Regions from separate parts of the Mus musculus genome. Here region 2 is linked to region 1. Evidence: chromatin contacts called from public HiChIP or PLAC-seq data. All regions are on one chromosome and are shown on one strand. The core of a region is the stretch at or near the end of the contact, and the rest is flanking DNA. Distances in the headings are between cores, read along the strand shown. Region 1 has its middle 12 kb from the start of Gm30662. Region 2 has its middle 78 kb from the start of Akap11.

Evidence for each region. HiChIP or PLAC-seq counts read pairs in DNA pulled down with a chosen protein or histone mark.
Region 2: a contact with region 1 is called in a BATF HiChIP or PLAC-seq map of CD8 T cells, with 9 read pairs. The contact joins two enhancer-like sites. A contact is called at or near these places in 2 of 39 promoter capture datasets (cranial neural crest and hippocampal neurons), 1 of 484 Hi-C or Micro-C datasets (undifferentiated spermatogonia) and 2 of 115 datasets of contacts at active chromatin or transcription factors (the 230-238 cell line and CD8 T cells).

What each region holds. Positions count from the first base shown.
Region 1 is chr14:78,318,983-78,322,044 of GRCm38.p6, reverse strand. No RefSeq gene overlaps it. Among named protein-coding and RNA genes, the nearest start is that of Gm30662, 12 kb to the left of the region's middle. Within about 2 kb of position 1,609, at least 18 of the 459 cell types and tissues checked have an H3K27ac peak or open chromatin away from gene starts, as enhancers often do. A contact at or near this core is called in the 230-238 cell line and CD8 T cells, where this site is marked.
Region 2 is chr14:78,457,605-78,460,628 of GRCm38.p6, reverse strand. No RefSeq gene overlaps it. Among named protein-coding and RNA genes, the nearest start is that of Akap11, 78 kb to the left of the region's middle. Within about 2 kb of position 1,293, at least 65 of the 459 cell types and tissues checked have an H3K27ac peak or open chromatin away from gene starts, as enhancers often do. A contact at or near this core is called in the 230-238 cell line and CD8 T cells, where this site is marked.

The DNA.
Region 1 (3,062 bases), core at 360-2,859:
AAGTGAGTCACACAATTTCCATCAAAATGCTGAAGAGCAAGAATAAATGCCAAATGTGAACCCAAATGTCAGAAGATGAGGCTCCCTGCCGTCTGCCCACGTGTCCCAGTTTCCTTGTCTGTACTACTGATAATGGAAATGTTTGGATCTAATGACACAGCCAAACAGACCTCTTCTTACTAATGACAGTCTTACAGATTTCTCAATGACTTTTTTTCTCTCTCTCTTAAAAATACTTTAAAATTGAAGGGACAACAAGATGGTTTCCAGGACAAAAGCACCAGGATAAGGGCACCAGGACAAGGGCACCAGGATAAGGCCACCAACTTGATGATCTGATTTGATCTCTGAAACCCACACGGTAGAAGAAGAAGAAAACCGAAACTCAAATTGTCTTCCGACCTCTTGACCTCCACACTCAACCCATAACATTTATGTTCCCACCTCTCACCCATTTCTTTCTCTCCTCCCCACCTACTTCTCCCCTCCCCCTCACTCTTTCTCTCTGTGTTTCAATCTCTCTCTCTCTCTCTCATACACACACACACACACACACACACACACACACACACACACACACACACACACAAAATGGCAATTCTTTTTAAGTTTTACAATTGAAAACTGAATGAATTTTCCAAATACAAACTTAAGCCTGTCTTTTATAATTCATGAAACGGATGCTTAGATTATTTTCATGGAATGTCTGCTCAAGCGATGTCTGTCATTGACAGCCCCATCGACCTGATCAGAACATGGCGGTGCAGAGCTGTGCTGGATCGTGACCTCAGAAACCCTCCCTGTGCTTCATATCTCCTTACTGATCTCCACCTCGGCCAGCCCCTGCCACGTCTGCTGTGGGCAGACCTTTGTTATAGGAGAGTTCTTTCATAGCTTTCTGTCTTCTTGTGCATCCGAGTTTACTTTTAAAGAAAGAAACAAGTAAGTGATCATTCTACTAAGATATGAGTACTGTCACTAGATAAAGCACACAGACTTTCACGTGTAAGTTTTACAATTATTGACATGAGGGTCTGTCTCACCGGGTGGACCAGTCTGACCTAAAGCATTTGAACTTGGACTCCCCTTGCCTTGTTCTTCCTAGTGCAGGGTTTGCAGCTTCCACCGAGGCAGGTTAGCAAAGAACATAGATCATGTGTACTTTCCTGGTGGTCTTCCTTACTTCCGGTGCTGATGATAGCAGCAAAAATCCATCTGAAACTGCTCAGAGTGACCGGAAGCAGGATGATCCCTTGAGCTCAGGAATTCTGGGACATACTAAGACACCTAAAGAGATTCAGTTTCAAAAATATGATCAGGTTGAGTAAGGATGCTGTGGTGTGGCCATAGTGAGTATAGCAGCGAGATGAAGAGTGGTTGGAACAGCAGTACATATGTTAAGCAATGTTAGCTGGAGTTTCCATATATGTCCACTCACACTGAACTCAAAACAACTCGGCAGTACTAAACCAGAGCTCTCACCACTCAGGTCTGCTGGCACCATGGCTCTGTAGCCATCCTGTAGTGTTTTACCTTAGCTTTTCAAAGAATGAAACCCAGACCCAGAAATAGAGGTCACCTCTCCTGTTAGTGGCGCAGCTTGGATTTAATCACAGGATGTGAGACCACAAGGTCCCCGTTTTTAACTGCTTGGTTTTAGGGCAGGCTCCTAAAACTTTCACTCTGTCACGGAGCAGGAATAGATTCATGGTTAGACCAGTCCCTTCTACTCTGAAGTTTCCACGGAGGGCTTTTCTAAAATCCGAATCTTTTTTGATGGTTGAGAGCTGTGACTACAGAAAGAACGAAAGTTCTCTAACTAGACAGCCTCGATGAGACGTTTGCCCAGACCTTTGGTGCAGTTTGGTGTTGAGCAAAGCCCCATCTGAATAGAGGTCAGTTCTCTCTCTTTCCCAGGCTGGAAGAGCCGTGTTGCTGTGGAGCAGTGACCTGTGTGTCTGCTGTGATGGTGGCAGATGCCACACCTGTTACTTCTGCAACATGCCTGCTCAGAAATACCTCCCCACAAGCATTCCTATCTGGTTTAAAATTCAGGAGGCCTCTCTCTGCCACGTGTCAGGAACTTGACTGCTGGATGGTGCGGGGTACACATAATAAATAAGCAGACTCCGTGTCTTCAAGACTACACAGAAATGATTAGAGTCACTGAAACAAAGAAAGTGATAGAGGTGAAGTGAGTGAGAGAGGGACAAAGTGAAAGCATTGTTTAACTAAGTCTCTGTGTGTGCGGGAAGTGGGAAGGAGTTATGAGTAGGGACCTGAAGGCTGAATAGGAGGAGTCACCTCAGTAATGAAGCAGGAAAGATGTCACAGGCTCCTCCGACCTGCAGTCAGGACCTGGAGAGCCTGTGACTCCTCCTGGGTGTTCATCTCAGTAAAGGCAGTGACTTGGGTGACATCTTGGGTCTTTGGTCTTCCTCATCTTCTCACAACCAAACCCAGTGGCTTCTTTGACTAAATGGCTCTGAGGATTCTACTTCCACACCACTTCTGCCATTTACTGCTGGTCCTTGCCTGTATTTGGCAGTGGCCATATAACCAACTTCTCCTCCAGGCTTGCTCTGCCCATCATCTATGATCTTCCTCCACAAGCCTGTCCTCCACACTGCAGCTCGAACACCTTCTGAACCATGCAGCAAAACACACAGAGAGAACATTTTAAAGGCTTTGCACTGCCTCAGAAGAAAATCCAACTTTTTATCTGAAGAGACAAAGGCTTGTTTTTTCAGCATCCTGGTCTCTCCTCACACGTTCTATCCTCACACGCTGTGACACTAAACTTTCAGTTCCTTGAATACATCCTGTTTTGTTTCTTGGCCCCTATATTTTCCCACTTTGCTTAAATAATGATTACTCATCCCACAAGTCTTGTTTAAATATGGCTTCCTTCAACAAGTCTTTTATGGCCAAGGTTAAAAACTTCTCTTATGTGCTCCCAAGACATTTTGCTAATTATACTATACGGTAAGTGGCTGTCTGCTTGTGTGACAGTAGGGTAAAGTAGGAATGAGAGGGAGGGAGGGAGGGAGGGATAGAGAGAG
Region 2 (3,024 bases), core at 44-2,543, 140 kb before region 1:
TGTGTTCTGTTGGTGATAATTTAGAAGACATTAAAATAGAGACCCAAGACAGAGACTTTCCTGTCTGTTTTGTTATCCTCTGAATCTTCAGAGCCTAGCCTAGCAGTACCTAGCTCAAACAAAGTGACAAAAAAAAAACCCCAAACAAACAAACAAACAAACAAAAAGAAAAACAAACAAACAAAAAAAACCAAAAAACCCCAAACAAACAAACAAAAAAACCCCAAAGCAAAGCAAAACAAACCTTAGAATGAGTGATTGGGTGTTGGCAGCATTTCTTCGACACCTTAATGTACTTAACACTTGTGTTAAGTACATTAAAAGACATAATGGAAGGTGTTGGGGTGGGTCTTTCCTTTTACAGAAAGCACACATTTCTGGCCAACATTATCACTTGATAGTAACAAGTGTAGCCAACTCTGTGTAGGAATTCATCCAGAGGTGGGAACCTGATAGGCTGCCCACATGCATGAGTCTATATTCTAATTCTTTCTTTTAAATTTATTACGAGCCCACAGACTGAAATTCAATTCTTCTTCTTTTTTTTTTTAATTTGCAAAATATAGTTTAAAAGATCCCAGTGTTTTTAAAGATTCTCATATTATCCGATTCAGGCTATTTTGATGCCTATAAATTTATAAAAATCAAATGTTCTGGAATTACAGACTCCTTTGAATGTTCCAGTGCTGATTCTATGCAACATAAGTAGCCTTTTGTTTTTAGGCACAGGGAATACATGATTGAAAGAATGATTTAATTCCACATCTGGGGGGCGGAACACAGCAGCACATTCTCTGTGATTATTCATGGAGCAAACGCAGCCTCCTCCAGAAAGCCACGGAAATTGTGAATAAAATTACCATCAGAGTTTTGTGATGGTGGTTTTCTGAATGTCACCAGCCATTCCGCAGGGAGAGATCAGCCAGAGTTCCCTCCCCTGTAGCTGCAATCCAAGGCCCTGGGCTCGAATCCTGTGTCTGGAGTCAGGTGACTCTCCCTTATCTGAACTGTTCATGGTATTCCTCGAGAACAAGAAGCCTGAGCAACACCTGCCTGCAAACTCAGATCCCTTACGTCAGCCCCACCGCAGCAGCAGCAGCAGCAGCAGCAGCAGCAGCAGCAGCAGCAGCAGCAGCAGCAGCAGGCACCGCCGCCACCTTCTCTGCCTCTGCCGGCCCTTTGCAGTAGGCACTGCCCTCAAAGACACAGGCTCCAACTTGGATGCACTGTACAGTTGGTCTCAGGGCTGGGGCCACTGGGCCATGAGTCAGTCTCTAAGGTCCCTCCAGGGAGGGCCATGCACCTAGGCTTGACGGCAAAGTGAGGTGCTGTTTGCTTTAGCTTTTGTCTGGTTACAGAGTCATTAGCCAGAAGGGAGCTCTGATGTCAGTGTGGTCTTTGTGGATTTCCTCAGTCAGTGTTTGTGAAGGAGATGCTATTAATGGTGTGGCATCCGGTTCAGTTGGATTTTACAATAGTGATTTTATTTTTCATTTCCCTTGCTATGGCAATTCGATATGCTCTCTTAAGTGCAACTGGACACATTACTGTGGAAGAAGTTGAAAGAAGGCAGTGCCTTTTCTGTCCTCGCCCCCCACAACCCCCTAGCAACAGGGGGCAGGGCATGAGTGCCATGACATCGTGCCTCTAGTCAACTTGGAGAACCTTATTATTTTCAGAGTCTGTCCCGGAACCACAAAGCTGTGGCTTAAATGTCTCTGGTCCTTCTTTGGGGCTCAGTGCCTGGAGTCAATGTTTGTGGTTCTGAGCTGGGTGGAACTCTTGAGAAACATGCTCAGGAGAGCAGAGGCTCCTGTTGGCTTCGATTTCCCATCTGTAAAGCAGAGATCTGAGAACTGATGAGATCCTATGTGCGGTCCAAGGCAGCAGAGTACCTGTGAGCTCTTAGGTCTTTGAAGGCAGGTGCTGTAAGCATGAGAGATAAAAGCTTCCTGAGATGAAACGATGGTCAGAGGTCTTTTGAGAGCTGACAACATTCACTGCAAATGATTCTCCCCTCCCCTCCCTCCAAGCCTCTGTTGGTTTGAGAGTTGAGTAGCTGGAGGAGAGGTGCTAGAATGTAATGTAACATCTGACTCTCTCAAAGTAGGGAGAGAGGAAAAGGGAAAGGGAAGGAAGGAGGAGATCTCCAGGGAGAGGGGAGGGAGGTGCTGGGGTGATCTAAGAGCTAGGAGGAAGGAGGCTCCAAGTAGGATGAACTGCTCTGTTTGTAAGATGCATCAGGCTCCTTCTAGCCCTTTCAAGGCTTGGCTTCACTCAGCCAAAGCTGTGCTACCTCCTCTTCATTTGGGATTAGCAAAGATCTCTCTGGTATAGGGCTGGTGGTGAGTCAGACTTTCTGGTCCTTGGTGATCGCCCTGCCCCAGCTGTTCTTCTTCATTGGTTGTATCCTCTGCTGAGCTCTTTAAGAACAAAAAGGCAACTGGGCTCTACCAATCTTCACACTATTCTTCTCATTGTGAGTCCCAAGAACCCAGCACAGAACTGTCCTCTAGGGAAGACTCACAACATAAGATGAGACCCCCATGTTGAGTGAGCCCAAGTGGGTGTCTGCAAGACACTTCTTTAAACAACCCAACTTTTTATTGGTTCTTTGTGAATTTCATACCATGCACCCCAATCCCACTCATCTTCCCCCTTCATACCCATCCCCCATCCTTGCAATCTGTCCCCCCAACAAGGAAAAATAATCTCATTGTGGAAGCTGTAGGGCATCACCCTGTATCCCAAAGTATACCCTTTTGTCCATATCTTCTTTGCTTACAAATGTTCATTTCAATGAGTTATTGGTCTGGTATGAGGCCTCTGGCTTCTGCTATTCTATTGATAACAGTTCCTCACTGGGCCTCCTCTCAGATGTCCTGTCATTGCCCTGTGTCATGGCAATCATATATATATGACAGGCCCCTTCACATACTCTAGTCCTGCATCGATGCGGTAGATGTTGGGGTTGGCCATGGATCTAGGCCTGAGAGGTATCTGAGCTGGCCAGCCTGCCTGCTC